Regions from separate parts of the Zea mays genome. Here region 2 is linked to region 1. Evidence: chromatin contacts called from public Hi-C data. All regions are on one chromosome and are shown on one strand. The core of a region is the stretch at or near the end of the contact, and the rest is flanking DNA. Distances in the headings are between cores, read along the strand shown. Region 1 has its middle 17 kb from the start of LOC100216994. Region 2 holds the start of LOC103652960 (transcription factor SCREAM2).

The links. Hi-C and Micro-C count contacts between places; a contact is called where the count stands out from the background.
Region 2: a contact with region 1 is called in a Hi-C map of tassel, with 2.6 times the contacts expected there. The contact joins the promoter of LOC103652960 here to the enhancer-like site in region 1. A contact is called at or near these places in 3 of 25 Hi-C or Micro-C datasets (ear, leaf and tassel).

The regions. Positions count from the first base shown.
Region 1 is chr4:25,259,095-25,264,780 of Zm-B73-REFERENCE-NAM-5.0, forward strand. No RefSeq gene overlaps it. Among protein-coding and RNA genes, the nearest start is that of LOC100216994, 17 kb to the left of the region's middle. Within about 2 kb of position 2,352, at least 9 of the 20 cell types and tissues checked have an H3K27ac peak or open chromatin away from gene starts, as enhancers often do. A contact at or near this core is called in ear, leaf and tassel, where this site is marked.
Region 2 is chr4:25,332,461-25,338,146 of Zm-B73-REFERENCE-NAM-5.0, forward strand. It overlaps LOC103652960 (transcription factor SCREAM2), which reads left to right and starts at 2,883. Exons shown (of 4, transcript XM_008679944.4): 1 at 2,883-4,071; 2 at 5,451-5,678. The coding sequence starts at 3,004.

The sequences.
Region 1 (5,686 bases), core at 1,102-3,601:
ATACCCGCAGAAGGAAAATATCACGATGCTTCCGGGACATTAGCTTTGCCAGAGTTTAGAATACTAACAGAAATTAGTAGATTATCTCTTAGCCGAGATAGTTATTAGAGCTTAGGTGAAAACTTATGATGTATAGAATGCATGAAGCATATATGGTTGTAAACAGAATACTTTGATGTATATAAATGTATGATAGAATTTAATTTCATGTTGCTTTCAATATCAATATAGATCTATATATATATGTTTGTGTGTGTGTAAATAAATATATATATAATTCAGTATTGTTTGAAATTTTGAAAAAAGGCGGGAAAACTTTCCACTGGCGGCTAAATAAAGAAAACCGCCAGTGAAAAGTGCATTTTCACTGGCGGTTTTCTTAAGGAACCGCCAGTGGAAATGCACTTTTCACTGGCGGTTCCTTAAGAAAACCGCCAGTGAAAATGCACTTTTCACTGGCGGTTCCTTAAGAAAACCGCCAGTGAAAATGCACTTTTCACTGGCGGTTCCAAAATAACCGCCAGTGGAAATGCTGATTTCCACTGACCCCTAGCACTGGCGGTACTGAAAAACGCCTGTGTAAATAGGTTTAGAACCGCCACTATAGAGCTTCTGTGTACTTCGCCGAGTACACCAGCATCCCGTGCGCCCACTTGCCCGTGCCGGACTGCGTCACCACGATTGTCGACAGCGAGCAGCCGCCGCCGCCCGCATCACTGGAGTTGATGCTGGTGAAGAGCACCAAGCAGGCCACGAGGATCGCGGCCGGCTGCTGCTGCTGCTTCCCGTCCATTTCTTTGGAGTCGGTCGGTAACGAAGAGTGCTCGCTGTGTGTGTTTTTTTCCCTTTCTTTCTCCTGTTAGGAGTGCAAGCAGGGTTGTTTGGGGTTGTGCATCGCATTTGCGTTTTGGTCGCTATTTATAGGCTAATATGCACTTGCGTGATAGTAAATAATAAGTTAAAGGGCCTTTGATTTTTGTGCCAAAAAAACTGTAAACATTTGTTTCCACGTTTCGAATATTAAGAAATCAATCAATCTATTCTCAGAAATGGTTAAGAGGTCTTTCAAAAATTAAGGTGCGCTACATCTCATCTATTCTCTATCTCTATCTCTACCTCTATTTTTTCTTTAAATCATTAGTTTCTTACATCGTTCATCATGCGTGAAGGACGTAGAACTTAGGATTAAGATTTAAGTGTGAAATTATTTATATGCCACAGCCCACGTACTATAGTTACTAGTCTAATATCGTGTTATCGCTACAGTTTCGAGGAGATGGAGAGGGGTCGCTGGCGCCCCCGCGAGGGAGGGGTCGGCGGCGACGACGTGGGGAGGGGGCGAGGCTTGTGGCAGCGACGAGCCGACGGCGCAAGTGAGGGGCGGTGGGGTCAGGGGGAGGAGAAAGATGTGACATGTGAGCGATGAAAGAGGAAGGATAATCTAAATAATATTGAGTAAGAGATAGGAGGTTTATCCAGCGATCTGAATTTTCGATTTTGATGGTGTGCTATGTGGGTGCAATTCGTTTGATGGATTTAAGAAAGGTTATGAGTGTCGGGTAATTTGGTTGTGTGAGTTTTGTAAAGTTTAAACTGATTAATCATATAGTGGTATAGATATGTTTTGTTTTCCAAGAGGCCTTTGGCTTTAATTAACCAGGAAAGAAACGGATCAAGAGGAAATTGATGTGTGCCGGATATCCTTTATTCATCCTTTTCCACCATATCTTAACTCGCCACCAATATTTGTCTAGATTTATTAGCATGTCAATAGTGATGTCACAAGAATATGATCTCTTCATTATAGACCCTAGAACGGTTTTCTAAATATAAGAAAAAATTGAGACTATATGATGCAATCTGAGCCTCTAGATCATAAATACAGTTAAGAGACAATAAGTATAAAAAGTCGTGAAAAGATGAACTCTTCGCAAAGAGTTTGTCTCTTAATTTTTTTCACTTAACACACTAGAGACCCCTAAAAAGACACTTTAATTATTATGGTTGTACATACCTTAAGATATGTTGTATTAATATCAATGAAGTGTTTAGTTTTCACCATCGTCATACGTCAAGTCTATTTTTTTTCTCACCCCTCCCCACTTTTGTAAAAATAAGGTAAAGTTATATGGTTCAAACATTGATTATGTTTATATTATATACTCACTCATATTATAATACAAAGTATATCTATGTGATATATAAAAATCGTAGCAATGCACATACATCTAATTAGTTTCATTATTAAGCGTTTAATAGAAAAAAAATGAGTTCGTTAGCACTACAATTTAGGCCCTACCACAGATGTTTTTCGATTAAGGCCTGTTGTGAAGATGTATAGGCCCAATTAGGTGGCCCATTCTCCGCACTGTTCAGCCATTGACATCTCCGTTTACGGACTTGCAGTTTGCAGGGCATTTGGTACCTGATACTAATTGCTAACAAAACCTGACATTATATAACAACGAAAATTGCAACAAAAAAATGTATCTACAACAAAAATCCATGCACATCTCGATTCTTCAAAGCCTAACACCAGTAGGTCTTCAACAGATATTATTAAAATTGAATTCCTCTACTTTAAATGAGTTTTGATCAAAAGAAATGAAACCGCACTTTGTACAATAGTACCGAGACACGGTACACCAATCATCAAATCATATTTGATGGTGACAGCGAGGGCTCAATAAAAAGCTAGTGTGATAGACTCCCATAAAAAATAAATAGAGGGATTAAATTTTATGCTTTTTATTTATCTAAGTATCTAGATCATATAATCCACATAATAATCTATGCTTTTTATTTGTCTCTTAACTTATTTAAGATTTAACTTATTTAAGATGGATTATATAATTCAGAGAGTAAATAAATATATAGGACCTTAATAGTGAGTAGGAAGTAAAATCCGATACTTATGGATACAAATTTGTTATGTACAGTAAGTTTTTCTCTATTTAAAATTCGACTATAGATAATATTGGTTGTGTTGGATAAGATATAAATAGATATCAACATTGCATATATATTTGACTTGAGCTATGTGACTTTAGATAAAGAGGTGTTTACATACACTAGAGCTAATAGTTAGTTGGCTAAAAAATATTAGTAAAATTAGCTAGCTAACAATATCTAACTAACTATTAGCTAATTTGCTAAAAATTGCTAATAATTGAAATATTAGCTAGAATGTTTAAATGTATTTAATTAATTTTAGCAGCAAACTAACTCTAGAGTATTCAAACACCCCCACAATGTAGAACACAAAAAATCCTGTTACGTATACATGTGGATAATAATTGTACTACTTATACTCTAGCATAAGCAAATAGCGAGTCCACTTTTCCTTTTATAGCATGAAATGACGTCCTAAGGCTTGTTTGGATACTCCTCGTACTCACCTCTATCCACATGTATTACATATGGATTGAGGTGAATATAGGAGTATCCAAACAAGGTATTAAGGGGTGTTTGAATGCACTAGAGCTAATAGTTATCGGTTAAGTTAAAGATATCCAAACAATCTAGCTAATAATTTAGCTATTAGCTATTTTTAGCAAATTAGCTAATAGTTAGTTAGCTATTTGTTAGCTAGCTAATTTCATTAGCATTTTTTAGCGAACTATCTATTAGCTCTAGTGCATTCAAACACCCCATAAGAACTCAAAGAATTCATGATTATCTTTCATAAAAATCAATGTGATGATAAGTTTTGTCTAAGGGCATGTAAATTTAGGGAGTTGCTAAAATATTTTAAGGTGTAAAAAATGTTTGTGTAAATTTAGAAAGCTAAATTTACATAACTATTAGAGAGGCTAGTGAAATTTAGGGACCTGCTTTACATAACAGTTTGTGCACCAATCATTTATTTTTATGTAAAGCAGGTCCCTAAAATTACGTGACTGTTATATAATTATAGATTTACAAAACCTTCATGTAAAGAAGGTCCCTAAATTTACATAATTGTTATATAATCATAGATTTAGGGAGTTGCTAAAACATTTTAAGGTGTAAAAATGTTTGTGCTCCAAAAGTTCTTTATTTATTAGTTGCTAATTTTTAAAGTTGTCCACATCAAAAAAAATAAGTAGGTTTGCTTTCTATTTTTAATTGAGTTGACGACAGAAATCCATATCATCAACAAACTTCCCTAGTTGTTGGAAGGTTAGAGTTATTGATGGAGATCAGGTGATGGTTGTGACAGGAATATGCCATCCACGGAGATGCTCATGGTGATGACGTGGAGGCAGCATTAAAGGTGCTCTATGGTGCCTCGACATAAGAGGTTGTCTAGTGGCAGCGTCATGTCATCTTGGATGGTGGAGATGGATTTGTGGTCACTAGGGGTGGTGGGACGACGTGAAACCGTTGCTAGAGTAGGCTTTTGCGATGGACTTAGGACCATGATTTCGACAGTCCCAACAAAGTTTTAAATGTAAGAATGAAATTGGGTTTTGTACGGAGTTTGCAAATTTAGGAACCCACTTTACATAACTGTTGGAGAAGAGTTTTTCTTGAAACTTCTTAGATTCATATTTAGGAAGTTTTTTACATAACTGTTGCAGATGCTCTTAGGGCCACATGTACAACCTAGAGACCTTGAAACGATTTTCCAATTACAAGAGACAACTAAGAGGCTGCATGATACAGCCCTAAGCCTTTAGATCATAAATACAGCTAAGAGAGAATATGTATGGAGAGTCATGTAGAGACATGTTCTTCACGAATAGCCTGTCTCTTGTACTTTTTTAACTAACCCTTTAAAGACCCCTTAAGAGGTTCCATATTAAATAGGGTTGTACATGTCTTTAGATTGTCTATATTTAAAAATTAGATGAACTAAAATTTAGTTGAACTAATGATTAAGATCACTTTTTAGTTAAATGGTATTTGGATGCATGGACTAAAAATGAACTACAAGCAATTTGTCAACTGATGGATACCTTTTGGTCCACTTTAATATATATTTGTCAACTAATAGCCAAATAGCTAGTTGATGTATGAGCTAAAGTTTAGTCCACTTTTAGTTCGGGATACCTATAGACTTAAGTTAGGTAAAGTCCAGTTTGAGATATTTAACCATGCCCTAACTTAAACTATCTTCAACATCTTATCCATTCTACATCCTATCACATCTTCTATTTCAAACTTTACTCTATGAACAGTGCATCCTACAGTACAAAATAATGTTTTGTATGACCATATACACGATCTGCTGGAGACAACCTTATAAAAATATAATAAGGAATCTCAATGTATCTCCTATAGGTGGACCTATTCTCATCCTACTTATGAGTGCCGGTGGACAAACAACCTACTCTAGCATGCACTAGTCGTGCCCCCAAAAACTACAAGGCCCTCAAATGCTCCTTACAAGCCATCACTATTAGGGCTATTCTCCAAGCCTATAATTTTATGTTTTCCACCATTCCTGTCTCGCTTCGATCCAGGTCCCAACTCTATTGGAGAGTCGGAGGGGACTTCAAATTTAGTGGAGTGATTATTAGGATTTGCTAATTGTAAGATTAAGAACTTCAATTTGTAAGATTAAGTAGCAAGTGTGCATCCGCCTTTCTTAATAGGTTTGTTTAGATCAAGTGAGACTTTATGATTGTTACTCTTTGAGAGCACCTAGAGGGGGGGTGAATAGGTGATCCTGAATAAACTTAACTTATAGCCACAAAAACTT
Region 2 (5,686 bases), core at 1,633-4,132, 74 kb after region 1:
AGGGGAGGTCCGGGGCAGCCACGTCTGCATGCGCTCCCAGTCCTCGTTCTCCGCTCAGGTAGAGATACGGTGTTGCCACGTGGCCTGTGGCGCATTAAAAAAGTCGTCAATGTCTGTGGCGTACATGCCCGTGGCGCGTGACGCAAGCCTCTAGCATGGGGGTTGCTCGTGTTAAATGCGACCAGGATACATGTCTGTCCTTACTAGTGATAGGCGTCGTACGCTCCGCATTAAATGAAGGCGGTGCGCAGTCTGCAAGGTATGGGTCGCGTCAGTAACCCGCGCATTACCGAGACAAGACCATTGACTCTCTGCGCCGCGCATGGGCAACTCTCATCATGACTTCTACTATTCTCGCTACAAAGACAAGCGAAAGAGATAGACGGAGGGGACAAGAAGACACCGTCCATGTACCTCCCTACACACGTCGACGTGCTAGTCTACATCGTAGCCTACATAAAAGCCTTCGCCCACACAATGACAAGACAAGGTGAAGGTGAATCTGGTAAAAAAATAGCACGGTGACCAAGAGAAGATATCCGCCCACAGCGGTGGAAGACCTTGGTCCACCAGCTCTATTTGTTGCTCCATGTACGTGCCTCCCTTGGGCTATAAAATGGAAGGCACATGCGCTACATGGGGACACACTCGATCCCTTGGAGACATCTCCATCCAAACCTAAGCTTTCTCAAACTCTTAGCAATACAACTCAGAGTGAAGTAGGGTCTTACGATCCGGCGGCCCAAACCACTCTAAATTCTTGCGTGATCTAGTGTTCTTGCATCTCCAGTGCCTGCATTTTGCTACTCGGCTCGAGTTTACTCTTCGACAAGCACCCCTACTCTCAACACATGGCATATAAGGAAGTTGGTCTAAACTAGATGTAGAGTACCCTATCTGATCGATATAAATCTTTATTCCACATGATATGTTGATATCTAGTCTGGCAATATATCGTCCAACATTATGTGAACAACATGACGTATTTTCCTACATCAACAACCTACGATGCATAGACTGATAAGATATTTTGTTGTATTTTAGCAATGTCGCTTATTTGTCTCCATGCTTTTGTTAAACAACCGATACTTTACATCTAAAGATATATAGATACACAGCTAAACGTCTATTTCACATGATACGTTGATATATATATATATATATATATATATATATATATATATATATATATATATATATATATATATATATATATATATATATATATATATATATTCTGGCAACAACATTATGTGATCAACATGGCATATTTTCCTACATCAATTAACAACCTACGATGTGTAGATCGTCTGACAAGATATTTTGGACTATTTTATCGATGTCGCTTATTTAATTTGTCTCCATGCTTTTGCTAAACAAGTAATCGATACGTTACATCTAAAGATATAGATACACAGCTAAGCGTTTATTCCACGCACATGATACGTTGATATCCAGCCTTGCAACAAATCGTACAAGTACAACATTATGTGTTCGACTTGAGGTATTTTCCTCAATTAACAACCTACTACTATGTATAGATCGATAAGACATTTTTAGTGTATTTTAGCAATATCGCTTATTTGTCTCCGTGCTTTTGTTAAACAAGTAACTGATACTTTACGTCTAAAGATATAGATACATAGCTAAGCGATTTTTTGAAATATTATATTTTTAATAAAATCTGTTTATGTTTTCTCTGTATTATTTATCACAACTTTAATATTACTTTATCAGTATGACGTCTATACAAGCTGGCGTTATTAATTTCTATCCTAGTGCCCACCAACTTTGTCTAGAGTAGGGGGCTAGGGGTATGTTTACTTGTTCTCGAAGCCGCGAAGCAAAGACGCCCTAAAAGAATAGAGCACTTGCTCCTCCGGTTAAAGATGCCAATAGTTAAATATCCAACGAATATTACTATTTCCTATGACAAAAAAAATAACTTTATCAGCTCACTCATATCCCTGGTGGGTATAGATTTACTCCATACTCGTACCCATATGGGTATAGGTCACCCGTCGGATCATTCGTACCTACAAAGATTAAACATCTATCAGAATAATACATTATACAAACGTCAAGTATATCACTTTAAATATCATTATAAAATTTCGAGCATCATTCAATCATTCATTCAACAAAACCATGGATAATTGGATAGAGTAGCAACACTAGGATAGTAGTACCAGATAACATATTAGGGGGTGTTTGGGAGTGAAGTTTTTCACAGTTTTGGAAGAATACTGCAGTATTCTCAAATACTGCAGTATTATATACAGAATGGTGTTTGGCAAGCTCGCTAAAATCTCTGTTTTCAAAAATGAAGTATTGCGAATACTATAGTTGTTTTAAGGTATTCTAAACTTAGGTCTGGACCTCAGTTTCTAAAATTGTGGTATTGTAAACTGCGGTATTGTCATGACTAAAGTATATTGTAGTATTTCAAAAACTGTGGTTTTCAAAAACTTTGTTCCCAAACAGGGCCTTACATGTTCCATGTATGTCATCGAATAGTTATTAAGCCTTCTATGACATTATCACCAAAAAAATTGTTAAATAGTCAAAATAGATGGACGATCAAAGCCAAGTTCACGCTTTTATACTGGGTATTTATACCCATGAGTTAACGAGAATGGGTGAGTGTGGAATGTTCTAATACTAGTTTACTCATTGGTTGAATGTTTTTCTCAATAAGGAACACATGAGTAAAATATTTAGTCCGTATATATATTCTAATGGAGTAAATATCCATCGAGTATCGATTCGTGCTTACCCATTGCCATTTCTAGTTCTAGCTGCCAGCCTCAAGGGCAGTTTTGCCATTTCATGCTTGTCCAGTCTCCCCCAGTGCCAGTACACAGTACTTCGGCTCCATACATATACAGGCCCTGGCGCACTGCTCTGCCAGAGAGAACTCAGACCACTCCGCTGGTCCGCCCGCTGTCCTCTGCACCTCTGCTACCCCAACAAAACCAGGACGACGCCTCGCGCGGCGCTGTCATGCTCCCGCCGTTCGGCAACCCGCTCTGGGTACCGGAGGACGTCGACGACCAGCAGCAGCACCACGCGCCGCCGCCGACGCCCATGGGGTTGGGGCCGGGGCAGGGGCACGATGAACAGAACCTCCTGGCCCTGGCCTCCGCCGCCGCCATGGGGGCCGGCGGTATTTTCAGCTCGCCAGCGGTGCTCGACGACGACTGGTACTTCGACCCCGTGGCTGCGGCCGCCGCCGCCGGCGCTCAGGGGCAGCTGCTCCTGGCACCGCCGGGCCCAGCGCCCGACGCCGGGTCGCAGATGTTCTCGCTCTTCAACGTCGGCGGCGCCGCGACGTTCGACGTCCATGGGTTCGACCTCGGCCTCGGCGGCGGAGGCGGTGGCGACCTGGTCCCGTTTGCCGGCGCGGGGAATGCGTCGAATTCCGCGTCCTTTTCCCTGGTACCGGCAGGGAACGCCGGCGGCTTCCTCGGCTCGTTCGGCGGCTTCGGTACAGCGCCGGCGCAAATGCCGGACTTTGGCGGGCTCGGCGGGTTCGACATGTTCAACAGCGGCGCCGGCTCCTCCTCCGCGGCGCCCCCTCCTCCTGCCTCGGTGTCACTGACGGCGCCCTTCTCTGGGCGCGGGAAGGCCGCCGTGCTCCGCCCGCTGGAGATCTTCCCGCCCGTGGGCGCGCAGCCGACGCTGTTCCAGAAGCGCGCGCTCCGCCGCAACGCCGGCGAGGAGGACGACGACAAGAAGCGCAAGGTGGAGGCCGTCGCCGCGGCCGCGGGGGCTTCCTCGGGCGGCGGCGGTGACACGGTGCTGGACGACGCCGACGACGACGACGGCGGGAGCATCGACGCGTCCGGGCTCAACTACGACTCGGAGGACGCCAGGGGCGTTGAGGACAGTGGGAAGAAGGACGGCAAGGACTCCAACGCCAACAGCACGGTGACTGGCGGCGCCACGGGCGACGGGAAGGGTAAGAGGAAGGGGTTGCCGGCCAAGAACCTCATGGCAGAGCGCCGTCGCCGGAAGAAGCTTAATGACCGGCTCTACATGCTCCGGTCCGTCGTGCCCAAGATCAGCAAGGTAAGAATTGTACCTTTGCATCTATGTGTTAATCAGTTACTACGAATTGTAGCTCGTAATTTAGATGAATTCTCCGCGTTTTCGGTAGCAATTAGCAACTAGCATTACTATGTATATGCTTATATTGGTTATCGGTATATGTTTCATGGAATTAATTATGTGAAGCTAGTGTGCTTCATGGTGCAGTAAACTGTTTGTGGAGATGGCGCGCATATAAGATGCAGTTTCTCCCATAGAATTGTAGATGCAATGTGATTTTTTTTTTTTGGTATAAGAAGAACTCTGTGGTTAGCATCGAGGCTCTGTCATTCTAATGTGTGTTCATGTCATCTTGGTATGTTTATGCTATTGACTTTGTGAAGCCGTTGTCCATGTTGTGATGAATTGTTCGTCATGAACTGTTGGTATGCACATCGATCTCAGGTGCAAATTTCACCTAGATGGCAGATGTATACGGATGATTTAGCCATTTAACACTTTTCTATGTTCATCTAGGCATAACCTTGCTTTCTAGGTTCTAAAAGCTACACATCCTTCAGTTCAAAAAGCTATATAGATTAGCATCTGCCACTTCAGCTTCTGTTTAGGTTTTGATGATACTATGGGTAGAGTGCTTCGGTTAGGATCCCAACCTAACAGTTGTGACTTTTATTATATGCATCTCTTGCTTTCTCTTAGAAAAGTACCTACTGTTCTATTTCTTGCAGTTATTGCTGCTGTTAAGGGTGCCTCTTTGTCCAGGGTCATCATGACTAACTTAGCAAAATTTTAGATTTCAATCGTCTGTCCATGATCTCTGTTCATGAGTTGTCCTCCATACAGATCACTATCCATCACAGTGTTCTTTGCCTGATTCCAGGGCCTCTTTCTCTGTTTCGAGTCAACCAAGTAACAGCTTGCACAACAAATACAAATAAAAGATCTGCCCTGCATCTCTGTTGTTACAGTTTGGTTGAGATCAAAGGAAGAGTTTTTTTTTCTTGGGGTGTGTGCCATAGAACAGAAAGGCATCAGTTATGGTGTAATAGTGTTTTCTGCATAACTAGTTCCAGTTACCTGTTTTGTGCTCAGTACTTCACCTTTAGGTGCTGTTGGGTCACGAACTGTAATGTAAATGACAATGGTAATGATTTATGCTCGAGTGACAACGGTAATAGGTTTGAATAGGTCGGTATACATTTTTAGTGTGATATTTGATTACGTTGGACTTAAACATACATGATTTAACGTTATATGTTACCTATCACGTTTCAATTACGTGAACCAAACGGCACCTTAGTCTTATTGGTACATACTTCATTATATTGATAGGTATCACTAGTGTTACTTCCTCCTTTTGACCGGGCAACGAACTGATTGTTTCTGTTGGCAACTGGTAGATGGACAGGGCCTCCATTCTCGGCGACGCAATCGAGTACCTGAAGGAGCTGCTGCAGAAGATCAACGATCTTCAGAATGATCTGGAGTCGTCCCCTTCCACGGCCTCGCTGCCTCCGACGCCCACAAGCTTCCACCCTCTGACCCCGACGCTGCCCACTTTACCGTCTCGCGTGAAGGAAGAGCTGTGCCCAAGCGCATTGCCTAGCCCTACTTCTCAGCAACCGAGGGTCAGTAT